Linked DNA regions of Mus musculus: all the other regions are linked to region 3. The links are chromatin contacts, called in public HiChIP or PLAC-seq and promoter capture Hi-C maps. All regions are on one chromosome and are shown on one strand. The core of a region is the stretch at or near the end of the contact, and the rest is flanking DNA. Distances in the headings are between cores, read along the strand shown.

The links. HiChIP or PLAC-seq counts read pairs in DNA pulled down with a chosen protein or histone mark. Capture Hi-C pulls out chosen DNA fragments and counts their contacts.
Region 1: a contact with region 3 is called in an H3K4me3 HiChIP or PLAC-seq map of neural tube, with 3 times the contacts expected there. The contact joins the promoter of Hoxc10 here to the promoter of Copz1 in region 3. A contact is called at or near these places in 10 of 39 promoter capture datasets (the 3T3-L1 cell line, cranial neural crest, embryonic stem cells and 6 more), 1 of 484 Hi-C or Micro-C datasets (embryonic stem cells), 3 of 115 datasets of contacts at active chromatin or transcription factors (extraembryonic endoderm stem cells, neural tube and stem cell-derived neural progenitor cells) and 3 of 9 other capture datasets (adipose tissue, liver and pancreatic islet).
Region 2: a promoter capture Hi-C map of adipose tissue shows a contact between it and region 3. The contact joins the promoter of Hoxc6 here to the promoter of Copz1 in region 3. A contact is called at or near these places in 9 of 39 promoter capture datasets (the 3T3-L1 cell line, cranial neural crest, embryonic stem cells and 4 more), 1 of 15 datasets of contacts at CTCF or cohesin (the NIH/3T3 cell line), 5 of 115 datasets of contacts at active chromatin or transcription factors (embryonic hindbrain, embryonic stem cells and neural tube) and 3 of 9 other capture datasets (adipose tissue, liver and pancreatic islet).

What each region holds. Positions count from the first base shown.
Region 1 is chr15:102,963,753-102,968,322 of GRCm38.p6, forward strand. Hoxc10 (homeobox C10) reads left to right here and starts at 3,044. Exons shown (of 2, transcript NM_010462.5): 1 at 3,044-3,856. The coding sequence starts at 3,106.
Region 2 is chr15:103,007,901-103,012,215 of GRCm38.p6, forward strand. Hoxc6 (homeobox C6) reads left to right here and starts at 1,662. Exons shown (of 2, transcript NM_010465.2): 1 at 1,662-2,105; 2 at 2,834-3,981. The coding sequence starts at 1,706. The coding sequence ends at 3,141.
Region 3 is chr15:103,270,896-103,275,227 of GRCm38.p6, forward strand. It overlaps Copz1 (coatomer protein complex, subunit zeta 1), which reads left to right and starts at 1,993. Exons shown (of 9, transcript NM_019817.2): 1 at 1,993-2,046. The coding sequence starts at 2,029.

The sequences.
Region 1 (4,570 bases), core at 1,794-4,293, 310 kb before region 3:
CCAATCCAGTTGACAAGGGTACCCTTTGGGTAAGGCCAGCGGGCGCCTGGCTGTGGCGGCAGACCCGGTGACTGAGGCGGCACGCATGCCTTTGAACGCCAGGCAGGGACAATAGGACGGAAGCTGCCTTTGCTCGTGGCCTCGGGAAAGGCGAGCCCAAGGGGGCAGGGCTAGAGACAGGACTTTCCTGGACCCACACAAGCGCTCTCTGTCCCGGCCCTCACTTTCACTTCTTCTTTCGTTTACCTCCATTAATACAGATCCCAAAGTCCTGGAAAAGCCAACAAGTTATTCGGTCGCGTCCGAGCAAGCTAGCGGGCTGTTGCTTAACAGCTCTGGGTTTTCGTTTATCTTGAGTAATTAGAGGCAAACATTTGTCCCAACGGGGGTCCCACTTAGGTTGATGAATTTGATTTCTTGTTTCATTAATGGGCCGTGTTTATCATACTTCTAATTATTTCAACTTTAAACACTATTCGTTCTTGTGAGGAAGTGGGAGTTGAAGCAGGAAGCATTTCTCCTGAGGGTATTATTTCCACTAATAATGTTAAGAATCCTGAAGCAACTCCATTGCCTCCCATAGCTGAGGTTGAAGGTGGGCTTGGAATAGGGGTCTGGTTTGTAGAGGAGACAGGCCCAGAATCTGAGTAACTTTGCTTCTCTCTTGATAGCTAGCCAGTTTCTGTCTTGTAGCATGTTGTTTGAGGACTTTTCTAGAATTTTCTGACTCTCAACACCTTCTTTCTGTCTGGGTTCAAATCCCACTGCCCCCTGTAAATCTCTTCCCGCAATGATTTCTACTTGGCCTTAACAGCACAGCCTAGATGGAGACAATGTTCTTTCCCCGGCTTCTAAGACTTCTATCGTTGAGATTAAAGCTGGAAAGTACCGAGGTAATACAGCACCTGGCTGTTATAGAAAGGACCCTCATGACCAGGATCCAAACCGAGGACATGGGCAGGATTTTGGGAAGACAGACTCCAGGGACAGGCACACCATGGAGGAAAATAAAAAGAGATGTGAAAGAGGGGGAGGGAGCCCCCCAAAGCCATATAATTCTCAATTGCTTTGGTCTTTAATTTCATTGTCCCATAAATGAGGAAATATCAGTTCCCATACTAAATTTTTATCCTCAGCTGATAAATATGACGGGAAATTTTCTTTGGGTCCTCGTAAAAGGGAACGGTTTCGATCAAACTCGTGGGGAAAGACTTATGCAGATAATACAAACAGAGTGGTCATAAAGTCTCGGCTGTTTCCCGCGGGATGGGCAGGGGGACAAATGGCTCCCTAGACTGACTGCTGCTGCGGACTGTCCCAAGTCTGGTCTGGGGCCTAAACAGCCTAACCTTGCCCTGAATAACACCCAGGCTGAAGCCAGGGCGACCTCTGCAAATGAAAACACAAAACTATTTCAAATCTCCCCTGCTGGCCACACACTCCACAGATTCCCCACCCCCGGAATTAAGGCACCCCTGGGTCTTCTTCTCCGCCCCTGGTTGGGGGAAATCAGGGCAATTCTTTCCTTAGTTATCTTCCATCCTAGCTGGCTAGGGCCTCCAGGAATCGGTTCAGCTTCTTCACTCATCCACTCCAGGGAGCTCGGCCCTGGAGTCCTTTCCCAGCCAGGCTCTGGTCTTTCGGGGGAAAATGGAAAGCCCACAGCCTCTGCCCAGGGAAAAATGCGGAGCTACCGGAAAGACAAGTTATTCTCCGGATTCCGTTTCCTGAGGAAGGGGTGGAGAGTTTAGTTCGCTTTGGAAGAAAAGTGATGGAGAACTATTTCAAACACACATCCCTCCTAACCTCCCGGCCTCCCGTACGATTCCCCTTTAGCAAGCACGCAAAAAAATAGACCGCTCCTCTTCTTTAAAAAAATACTCCCAGCCCAATCGCTTAAAAAGGACCCTTCTCGGATGGAGTTTAATTGTTTCTTCTGAGCCTTTCCCATGTGGATACACATGCCTCCAACCCAAGCAAGGCCTGGAGGTTCGAGCTTTCTCTCCGGAAATATTCCTTTTTTTAAAAAGTAGGGACAAGGTCAAACAGGAAAAGAGGGCCGCCGGGCCATGGAGCAAAGCAGCCTATGGAACCCTCTCTAAGGCTCTAAGGGCAAAGCCGAGAGAGAGGCTTATCCAGTAAGGCCCAGACCGCAACTCCAGGGTTGGAGAAAGATACCTTTAATCTCCAACTCCCTCCTGCACTGATCCTTAGGCCCACTAAGATCCTCCTTTGCCCAGAATCCCTTGAGTGGTTGTGACCCGGGCCCGGGCCCACTCCAGACACTGGAGACTCCCAGTTAGTACCGAAAAAGGAACTTGCAACTCAACTAACCTCCAAGACCTACGGTAGGGAGAGCTCAGACCCAAGGGCCAAGCCGGACCAGGAGGCAGGAGAACAGAAACTTCAGCTTGCTTTTGATTCTTGAACTTTCTCTTCTACCCTAAGCCCACTGGAGATTCTTCCCATCTCCCCCAAAACACTACCCGGCTACCAACCCAAGAGAAGAAACAGGAGAACAGGGGTGAAGAAAGTGTAAGGTGAAGAGAGGGAAAAGAGTACCTGAATCTTGTCTTGACCTTTTACTTTGAATTTGACTGTTTTGAGCCCCGGTTGCCTTACTCTGTCCCGCATTTCCCCCCTCTCCACCCCCCTCTCCTCAGGAGCTACAGGCTGATTCTCTAGTAAACAAGTCCCACTCTTCACAGAACAGTCCCATGTCCCTCCACCTACCCCACCACTACCCCACCGCCCTTGCAGCCCGGGGGGCGCTTCCTTTGTTCGCCAGGAAGGGCTCCGGTGCCCCTACCCCGAGGCAGCTGCTAGGTGGCGCTGTTACTCCACGCTGAGCGCTCCGCCTGCCGACAACTTGACCCCGCTGACGTCACGACCGTCTGAATCATCAAGGCCATTTTCAAATCCCATTGGTCTAGCCGTCACATGGTGAGGACCGAATGCGCGGATAATTATGGAGCTGATATTTCCCCCCTCCCCTTCTTTTTCCTCCCGCCCCTCCAACCGCTCCCCCCCCCTTCCCGGATGGGGGAAAAAAGATGTCAGCTCCTCCGCTGTAGTATTGCTCCTTAAAAACCCCTCTCTCTGAAAATGACATGCCCTCGCAATGTAACTCCGAACTCGTACGCGGAGCCCTTGGCTGCGCCGGGAGGAGGAGAGCGCTATAACCGTAACGCAGGAATGTATATGCAATCTGGGAGTGACTTCAACTGCGGGGTGATGAGGGGCTGCGGGCTCGCGCCCTCTCTCTCCAAGAGGGACGAGGGAGGCAGCCCAAACCTAGCCCTCAACACCTACCCGTCCTACCTCTCGCAGCTGGACTCCTGGGGCGACCCCAAAGCCGCCTACCGCCTGGAACAACCTGTTGGCAGGCCTCTGTCCTCCTGTTCCTACCCACCTAGTGTCAAGGAGGAGAATGTCTGCTGCATGTACAGTGCAGAGAAGCGGGCGAAAAGTGGCCCTGAGGCAGCTCTCTACTCCCACCCCCTGCCGGAGTCTTGCCTTGGGGAGCACGAGGTACCTGTACCCAGCTACTACCGAGCCAGCCCGAGCTACTCCGCGCTGGACAAAACGCCCCACTGTGCTGGGGCCAACGAGTTCGAAGCCCCCTTTGAGCAGCGGGCCAGTCTCAACCCGCGCACCGAACATCTGGAATCGCCTCAGCTTGGGGGCAAAGTGAGTTTTCCTGAGACCCCCAAGTCCGACAGCCAGACCCCCAGTCCCAATGAGATCAAGACAGAGCAAAGCCTGGCGGGCCCAAAAGCCAGCCCCTCGGAGAGCGAGAAGGAACGGGCCAAGACCGCAGACTCCAGTCCAGACACCTCGGATAACGAAGCTAAAGGTAAGGCCGTCTGGGCCGCGGGGCGGGCTGGAACGTTGGGGGTGCGAGTCTTCGTGGTCAGGATTTGGGGCAGGAAGATAAGGGAGAATTGAGCAGAGGCCTAAGGAACTCAAAGGTTCTGAATTGACCCGGGCTTGAGGCTCCTGTTTGCTGAGCTCCAGGCTGGTAGCGTGTCATTTAGCAGTGGAAGGTAAACCGAGACATGGAAGTGCCAGGCCAGCCCGGCCCTTGGTTGCATAGGCGGAGGAGGGGCGCACTACAGGAAGCCTACGGGCACCCTGTGCTGCACCGGATCGGTGGCCATTCCTAGGCGCGTGATGGCTTTGGTTTGCTTTTTCAGTGAGGATGTCCTGGGGGGCTAATGTCCCCAGCTCAGGTCAAAGCTCACAAAAAGCTTAAAATGGCGATCCTTAGGCCAGGGACCAGAGAAGGCTTAGAGATGAATAATGTCTCTTCAGTGCATATTCCTAGTTGGAAAAATGTTTACTAGAAACACAATTTGTTGTTTGTGGGTCGGATTTGTGCGTGCAGTTTGTGCCCCTGCAATTTCTGTCTCGGCAGGAGCCTTGGGCAGCGAGGCTGAGGCCGGAAGAGGTGGAGGTGAAGGGCTGCCCGCCACATCCCTCCCTCCGCCAGATGCTTGGCTTAAGGATGGCTTTGAATTAGGGCGTTGGAAAATTTTTTCCCTGCTTTTCTGCTCCTTTTCCTTCTCAT
Region 2 (4,315 bases), core at 412-2,911, 260 kb before region 3:
TACACACTGTCTGCTTTTGGGTTCGAAACTTTATCCCCCACCCCACCCCCTAGTGACACTCCAGGGAAACCTTAGCGTTACAGAAGATGAATAAACGAGTTTTTTTTTCCCCAGCATAGTCCCGTTTATGGCTTTATTGCTACCCATTGATTACTCCGCTTTGTTACACAGAAGGGAAAGATCATAAAACGCGGCAACATCCGGGTTCTTGTTATAGTCAGTCTCAAAAAAAAAATTAGTGAGGGGAAAATATGAGCTTTCACTGCTTCCTGCATGTACCTCACCATCTTCTCTTTGTCAGCTCCAAGCATTTCCAGTCTATGTCGATATCAAATTCTGCTTGGATTAATCAGAGGGAAACCCCAGCTGCACACCTTCTGCTGTTCACTCACTGCAGCTCTCTCTGTCGCTGAAGCATCTACAAAACTGCTATTTCCTAATTCCCTCCTCCCTTTTCTCAGCCTCAAGGTGGGGGAGAAAATGGAGGTAATGGAGACTCCAGTGGTGACTGGCTGAGGCAAGAGACCAAGTGATCCTCAGGAATACCTTTCCTGGGGTCTTCCAGCCTTACAACTCAGGTCCAGGGGCACCTCCTTTGGCAGGGCAGTGAATCCAGAGCAGACAGGGTCTTCTGATCTGAACTGGAGCTTGAGTGTGTTGGGAGGTATCTATTCATTGGAGTACCACCAAATTTCCTCTTTCGGGATGCATCCTATGTGAATTATACCACTGGCCTGGCCTGAGCTGGTTCCAAATCATAAATTCTCACCAACACAAACAGGAGTTGATTTCTTTAAAAAGAATCTCAGTCTCTCTCTCTCTCTCTCTCTCTCTCTCTCTCTCTCTCTCTCTCTCTCTCTCCCCTCTCTCTCTCTCTGTGTGTGTATTATTATAATGCTTTCTTTGAAGTAAAAATATTATAAAAGTTTCCCCAAAAGGTAGGTCCTGGGGAGGAGCACAAGGTTAGGAGGCAAAAGAGAAAAGATGCACACACTTCAGGATCCTCACTGTGCTCTGCAGTCTCATCCACCCCCTGTAGATCTGTTTGTCTCCCACACTGCCTTCCTCTGTGCACCATGTTTCAGGAAATTTCCTTTTCCTTTTGATTTAAAAAAAATATTGGAAAAAAATATGCTGTCTAGTGATGGGGACTCGCTTTATGAGTGTCAAGCCCAGAATATCTTCTAGAATTTCTGGGACCCTCTTTCTACTGGGAAGGATCTCCTCAAATGAAGCACCCAGAATTTAATTTTAGATACAATAGATGAAATGGGTCTGAAAACAAGGATCACTCTGCCACAGCACAGCAAAGTTAGCTGGGGTGGGGAGATTTCCTGGGACTAGACCTTTCCTTCCGCTGGGAACAAGGCCCTGCTCATAGACCTTCACCCCACCCCCAACCAGTTCATATATATGTGTGTGGTGTGTATATATACACACCACATACATATATTCTTAAAAGAAATCTAAGTCTTACTTTCAAAGCACATACTTAGTCTCAACTAGGGAATCAACAGAAGCAGAAGCGATTTTTTTCCCCTTTCTTGACATCTGGCTTGCGATTGGCTGGAAGGGGGTCAGCTGACTTTGTCATTTTGTCTGTCCTGGATTGGAGCCGTCCCTATAACCATCTAGTTCCGAGTACAAACTGGAGACAGAAATAAATATTAAAGAAATCATAGCCCGACCAGGTAAAGGCAAAGGGATGAATTCCTACTTCACTAACCCTTCCTTATCCTGCCACCTCGCCGGGGGCCAGGACGTCCTCCCCAACGTCGCCCTCAATTCCACCGCCTATGATCCAGTGAGGCATTTCTCGACCTATGGAGCAGCCGTAGCTCAGAACCGGATCTACTCGACTCCCTTTTATTCGCCACAGGAGAATGTCGTGTTCAGTTCCAGCCGGGGGCCGTATGACTATGGATCTAATTCCTTTTACCAGGAGAAAGACATGCTCTCAAACTGCAGACAAAACACCTTAGGACATAACACACAGACCTCAATCGCTCAGGATTTTAGTTCTGAGCAGGGCAGGACTGCGCCCCAGGACCAGAAAGCCAGTATCCAGATTTACCCCTGGATGCAGCGAATGAATTCGCACAGTGGTGAGTTTTACAGCTCCGAGATATAAATTAAATAAACTGAACTGGCTTTATGACCGGCTTCCCTAGAAGAACGGGCGGAGAGAGTTTTTTATGGCCCCATAAAAACAATCACGCTCGTCTCCTCGCCGACACCGAGACAGGGCCCCCTCTTCAGCCCCCTCTGCTCGCCTTCCGCGCTGGCTCGCAAGGGCCTGGCCCCCTCGGTCCCTGACGGATTGGAGGGCTCCAAGAGGAGCTGAGGGGGTAGAAACAGGGCAGGGAATGAGGGGAGGGGACAGAAGGTGGAGGAGCCCCCCAAAGTCTAGTTAGGCCGGAGAAAAGGAAGGGAGTTAGGAAAGGGCAAAGAAGTGGGGAGAACTTTCCAGGGATCTAGAGTGTTGGGGAAGGTGGGGGAGCCCAATCCTTGAGAGATGGGGTCCTTATCCCCAGTAGTTGGTACTTTTTTTTTAAAAATCAGCTTTTAGACAGCCAGCTTTCTGCCTGTTTTTGCCCCGCCCCCCAGCTTTCTTTGGGACACACTTCTCCCACCTCGTGGGAGAACTGAATGAAGTTGGGGTTCTGGCTGTCCCCCCAGTGGGGGTGGGGCAGGGCAAAAGGGAGAAAGCTAAAGCCCGAAGGGGCTGCGAGCTGTGGGCCAAGTTGAGAGGGTCTGGACTTTGCTAGACGAAAATGTCTGCAGAGGACGCCTTGCTGATTGTTTTTAGTGTGTTTTGTGCCTGGATCTCTAGGGGTCGGTTACGGAGCGGACCGGAGGCGCGGCCGCCAGATCTACTCTCGGTACCAGACCCTGGAACTGGAGAAGGAATTTCACTTCAACCGCTACCTAACTCGGCGCCGGCGCATCGAGATCGCCAATGCTCTGTGCCTGACCGAGCGACAGATCAAAATCTGGTTCCAGAACCGCCGCATGAAGTGGAAAAAAGAATCTAATCTCACGTCCACACTCTCAGGGGGTGGCGGAGGGGCAACCGCCGACAGCCTGGGAGGAAAAGAGGAAAAGCGAGAAGAGACAGAAGAAGAGAAGCAGAAAGAGTGACCAGGACTGTCCTTGCACCCCTCTCTTCTCCCTTGCTCATCCCAGCTCCCCGAATCACACACTCTGTATTTATCTCTGGCACAATGATGTGTTGTGACTTCCTAAAACAAAACAGGGAGTCAGACGTGGACCTAAAAGTCAGCTTTGGACCCCCTCCCTCACTGCACAACTCTTCACTCGTCTCTTCCTCTAGCTCCCTCGCTAGCTTCTTCCTGGCTTGTCTGCAGGCCCCTTCCCTCGCCTAGGCCTAGGAGACCTGAACCTCGCTTCAGACTCCTCAGATGTCTCTCCAAGTGAGCCCTAGGCTCCCTCCCCACCCCCGACGCCCTTCACCCCCGCCCTCCGGCGCAGAGAGCTGGCTCCAGGGCCTGGGGCCTCCACTCGGGGGCCTCAGGGCCCGGCCTGACAGCCGGAGGGCAGGAGGCCTCAGGAGGGCGCGCCTTGGCCCTGCAACAACCCCCAGGGCCTCTCCCCAGTCCCTGCCCGGTCCCTCTGCCCCAGCAAATGCCCAGTCCAGGCAAATTGTATTTAAAGATTCCTGGGGGTCATTATGGCATATTTCGAACTGTGACCGTTTCTGTGTGAATATTTCTAGCTGTATTTGTGGTCTCTGTATTTATATTTATGTTTAGCACCGTCAGTGTTCCTATCTCATTTAAAAAAGGATTTAAAAAAAAAAGAGGGAAAATAACAAAAAGAGAAAAAAAGTGAATGACGTTTGTTTAGCCAGTAGGAGAAAATAAATAAAGAAATAACCCCCTACGTGTTATCCTCCTGTATAAATCCGACCTCTGGATCCGTTCTCGAATATTTAATAAAACTGATATTATTTTTAAAAGTTTATAATCCGCCTGTCTGCTCTTTCTCCCGCCCGCTGGCTTGCCAGCAGAGCTCTCGCGCGGCCTGCAGCTTGCAAAGCCCCCAGCCCTCCGCACTCGCCTGCCCTGCAGCCAGGCGCTGAGCCTCTGTCTCCGGGTTCTCCTGACCGAGATGGGGTTCTGAGAGGCCTCTGGGACCCTCCCTACACGGAACAGCACACACCCCGGAAAAGAAAAAGAGGAAAGGGGCCGCCTGGACTTTCGCTGGGGGCGGGGAAGCTTGAGTGAGCCGGGTTGGGCTCCAAGCCCCACGCGGGCCTTTCTTCCTGCCTGTAGCAGCCAGGGATCTTCGGCTT
Region 3 (4,332 bases), core at 743-3,242:
ACAAAGAAAAAACAAAACAAAACAAAAGACATGAAGTTGGGGTGTACAAAGGTAGATCTAGGAGGAATTGAGGAGAGGAATTGGAGGTTCTGAATGTGATCAAAGTACATTGCATGGAACTCTGAAATAATAAAAATATTAAAAACAAAAATTCAACTATAACAAACAACCCCACCAGTTATATTAAACAATAAATAATTGAATGGTTGAGCATTATGCTTAGCACATAATAAATGGGCAGAAAAATGTTATTATTATCATTAATCTGCCAAAGCAAGAACAATGCCCGCCACTGGGACAGGAGAGAGGATTCATCCTTTAACAACTATGGCTGCTCTTCCAGAGTACCCGGGTTTGATTCCCAGAACCCAAATAGCAGCTCACAATCCCATTGCAACTCCAGTTCAATGGGATCTGATATCATTTTCTGGCCTCCACAGGTACCAGGTATGTAAAGGGTGCACAGATATACTGACTTTAGGGTTTCTATTGCTGTGATGAAGCACTATGGCCAAAAAAGTAAGTTAGGGAGAAAAGAGTTTATTTGGCTTACACTTCCCTATGGCTGTTCATCATTGAAGGAAGTTAGGACAGGAACTACAGGAACTCAGGCAGGGCAGGAACCTGGAGGTAGGAACTGATGCAGAGATCACGGAGAGGTGTAGGGGGGCCAGCCCTGGTAGGGTCAGGTACTGAGGTGGGACACAGCATAAGATGGAGGTCAAAGGCTAATGATCTCTGGCCTTGTAACTCTTATTGTTCTGGGGGTCAGAAGCTGATAGCTTTCTTTCCATTCGCTCTAATCTCCAATGCCTTGATATCCTATTTCAAATTGAACCAAAGTGGGAAAACGTTGTCCATCAAAGTGCAGGTCTCCTGTACTCAACTCCCAGACAGAAAGTGGGCAGTGGGCAGCAGATTCTCTGAAGCTGAGCAACGGGGCATAGGAGCTGGCAACTGAACTCAGGTCTTCCACACGAAGAGTATGAGCTCTTTTTTTTTGTTTTTGTTTTCGAGACAGGGCTTCTCTAAATAGCCCTGGCTGTCCTGGAACTCACTTTGTAGACCAGGCTGGCCTCAAACTCAGAAATCCGCCTGTCTCTGCCTCCCAAGTGCTGGGATTAAAAACATGTGCCACCACTGCCCATCGAATATGAGCTCTTAACTACCGAGCCATATCTCCAGTCCCCACAGTTTTTTTTTTTTTTTTAAGTAAATTACATTAAAAATATTGAGGGGGGTGGTCTGGAGAGATTGCTCAGTGGTTAAGAACATTGGGTGCTTTCTCTTCCAGAGGTCCTGGGTTCAATTCCCAGCAACCACATGGTGTCTCACAACCAGCTGTAATGAGATCTGATGCCCTCTTCTGGTGTGTCTGAAGACAGCTACGGTGTACTCATATAAATGAAATAAATAAATCTTAAAAAAATATATATTTATTGGGTATGTGTGCATGCCACACGTGTATATCCTGGGATATACTTCTCGAGACCTTGGTTTGTGTAGTTAACGCTTGGCTGCCTATAGCTAACTTGGTGAACTTTCCGAGGTTGTTGAAATGACCCAAGGACACTACAGCTGTGGATATCCTAATGGTGGCGATGGGAATCTGTATTCGGGTAGGGCTTCTCAGCAAGGCTAATGTTAAGGGCTACACATAGCACCCCCTATAGCGAGTGCGAATTGGAGGCTGACAGAATCACGTGGCTTCCTCCTACCAATAGCAAAGTAACAATCGCTTCCTCCGTTCCCCATGGAAACAACACCGCCCTCAATGATCCTCCCGCCCCTTCAGTGCTGAGGTTTTGGCCTTTCATTGAAAATTCCGGGTGACAATCTAACAGCTGCCTCTTCTGGCTGGACAGTTGGCTTCCGTGAAGCGAGTGACTACGCTGACTGGTCAAGACGCGAAGGCTGGCTCATCTTCACCCAATGTTGCCTCTTTGAGGCGGGACCTAGCGAAGACTCAGGGCCAATCAGCGGTGACGTCGCTTGTGCGACTCCACGTCGGCAGCAGCTACGGGCAAGATGGAGGCGCTGATTTTGGTAGGAGCTGGAGGGCCAGTGGCTCCGTTGTGGTGTCCAGGGGGTCCGGGAGGTGGGGCTCATCAGCTGGGGCCGGGAGAGGGTTCCGGGCAGGCCTCGGGGGCCAAAGCTCCCGCTATCTGTGCAATGCAAGTGTGGCCTACAATGGGAGCTAGAGCCGCGGTATAGAGTAGGAAGCCTTGCCGGCAAGAGAGCAGGAGTCGGTGGCAAAGTTGAAGAGAACATGCAGGGTCCTTAGGAGAATTCTGATTGCGCTGGAGGGGTGTCTTTCAAGTTCTCCCCGATGGTTTTTGTTGTGGATCATACCTACTTGAGTTTCCCCAAACCCTCATATTCTAGTCCCCCAAGTTGCAATGGCAGAAGAGAGGTGTTTTGTCAGTCCCAGATCCTCCTGGTGGTGGTCAGAATTCGACTACCTTTTGGCAATTCCATGTCCTGTTCCTTTACAAAACTTGTTTTTATTTTCCTGTTAATCCTTAGTATGTAATTCTGTCATGATTGAGAGTCAGCATTCCATCCAGGTTCAGGAATACTTGGTAGAGCTAGTATAGATTTTGGAATATCTTTTTCTGACTCCTTATTCTTCTCTCCTACTCTCCCCTCCTTCAGACTTTAGGAACTCATACTGTAAGATCCATTTCAGCCTTCTTGCTTACATGAGAATTGTGATTATAGAAGTGCATTTAACTCTCTTGTCCCTTGATCCTTTCTGCTTGTTCTGCCCCCTAGAACAGGATCAGAGCATTTCTTTCAAGACACTGGCCAGCAGTTTAGAGACCCATGAGTCTGCCTACCTGTGTCTGTGTGTTAGTGTAGGAATTTAACTCCCAGCTTCTTTCCTTTAGTTGGACTCCAGGATTGTTTCTAAGAGTCTTCCTTAGCTCCTGTTTTCATTTATATTCCTTGTAAGTGTACATATCAAACTCTTGTCAGTAAAAGAAAAAAAGCTTTTTCTTCTTTCTTTCTTTAAAGGAAAAAAAGTTTTTTGAGACAGGGTCCCTCTCTACCTTTCCCTTTCCTGATGCCCTAGCTACTCATTATGTAAGCCATGTTGGCCTCAGACTCACAGAGGACCACCTACCTCTACCCTCCAAATTCGGAGACTAGAGGTATGTGCCACCACATCAACTTGTTTTAGTTTTCTCACTGAGAGTTTCATGTAGGTCTGACTGGAATCAACTTTGCCACGTAGCCAGGGCAGACATCTATACTCACCTGGCATTTATGTGGGAATTTGAACTTTGGTTTTCTTATTTGTATGACAAGCACTTTAACCACTGACCTATCTGTTCAAACCTCCTTACTTTCCTTCTTGCAAATGTCAAAGAGAATTTATTCTCATCATATGTGTTGGACAAGTTGAAGCAAAATGTTTAATGTATTGAGTAGTTCAAGTATTTACTATACCGGTCAATGAGTTTTTAAAAATCTTGTGACGATGTGGATAGAGTCTGTGAAACTAGTTTCCTTGGATGTTTTTGGTCTTCTTAATCAGGTGTGGTTGCTCACACCTGTAACCCCAGCACTCAGGCTGAGGCTATATTGTTGCTAGTTTGAGGCCAGCCTGGGTTACAAAATAAGACCTCGTCTCATAAAACCAAAATTAATGTAATTTAGTGGAACCAGCTTAAAGAGTGAGGAAAATGGTACTTGGGGAACTCCTTTCCCATTGGTTCTGTTGGGCTGGGTGTAAATGCTAAGAGCATATGGTCTAGCTATCTTTAAAAGCCCTGTGTTTGACCCCAGCACTAGGAGAGCTGAGGTTGTATGGGGAAATCTCTGTGTCATTTTCTCTCTTTCTTGCACTGTGTGGTATCTCTCAGCCTGCTTCTTCCTCATTGTTCCCCCTTGCAGCTGAGCTAACCAGCTGCATGTAGTAACAGACCCTTGCTAACTTGCCTGCATATCCCTCACCTTTACTTTTAAAACTATACTGAGCCTTTGTCACTAGCACCTTAATGTACTGGGTTTAGGGAAGCAGAGCTGTAGGAAAAGGCTCTTTCTAAGGAAGGGCAGTGCCAAAACCCCGTTCCAGTTTTGTTTCCTTGTTCTCTCAGAACAAATTTTTTTTTTTTTTTTTTTTTTGAGACAGTCTCATTATGTAGCTTGGGCTGGGTTTGAATTTGTCTTATCCCAGAGTCACCAGGTTTCTGAGGTTTCTGTAGGTTCTTGCACCTCTTCAGTTTGCAGAATTTTCCTTTCAGCCATGGGTTGTATAAAGTTTTTGTTGATGGTAAAATACCTACAGGGAGCTATGGATTGTGGCTCCCACCTTTAATCTCAGTG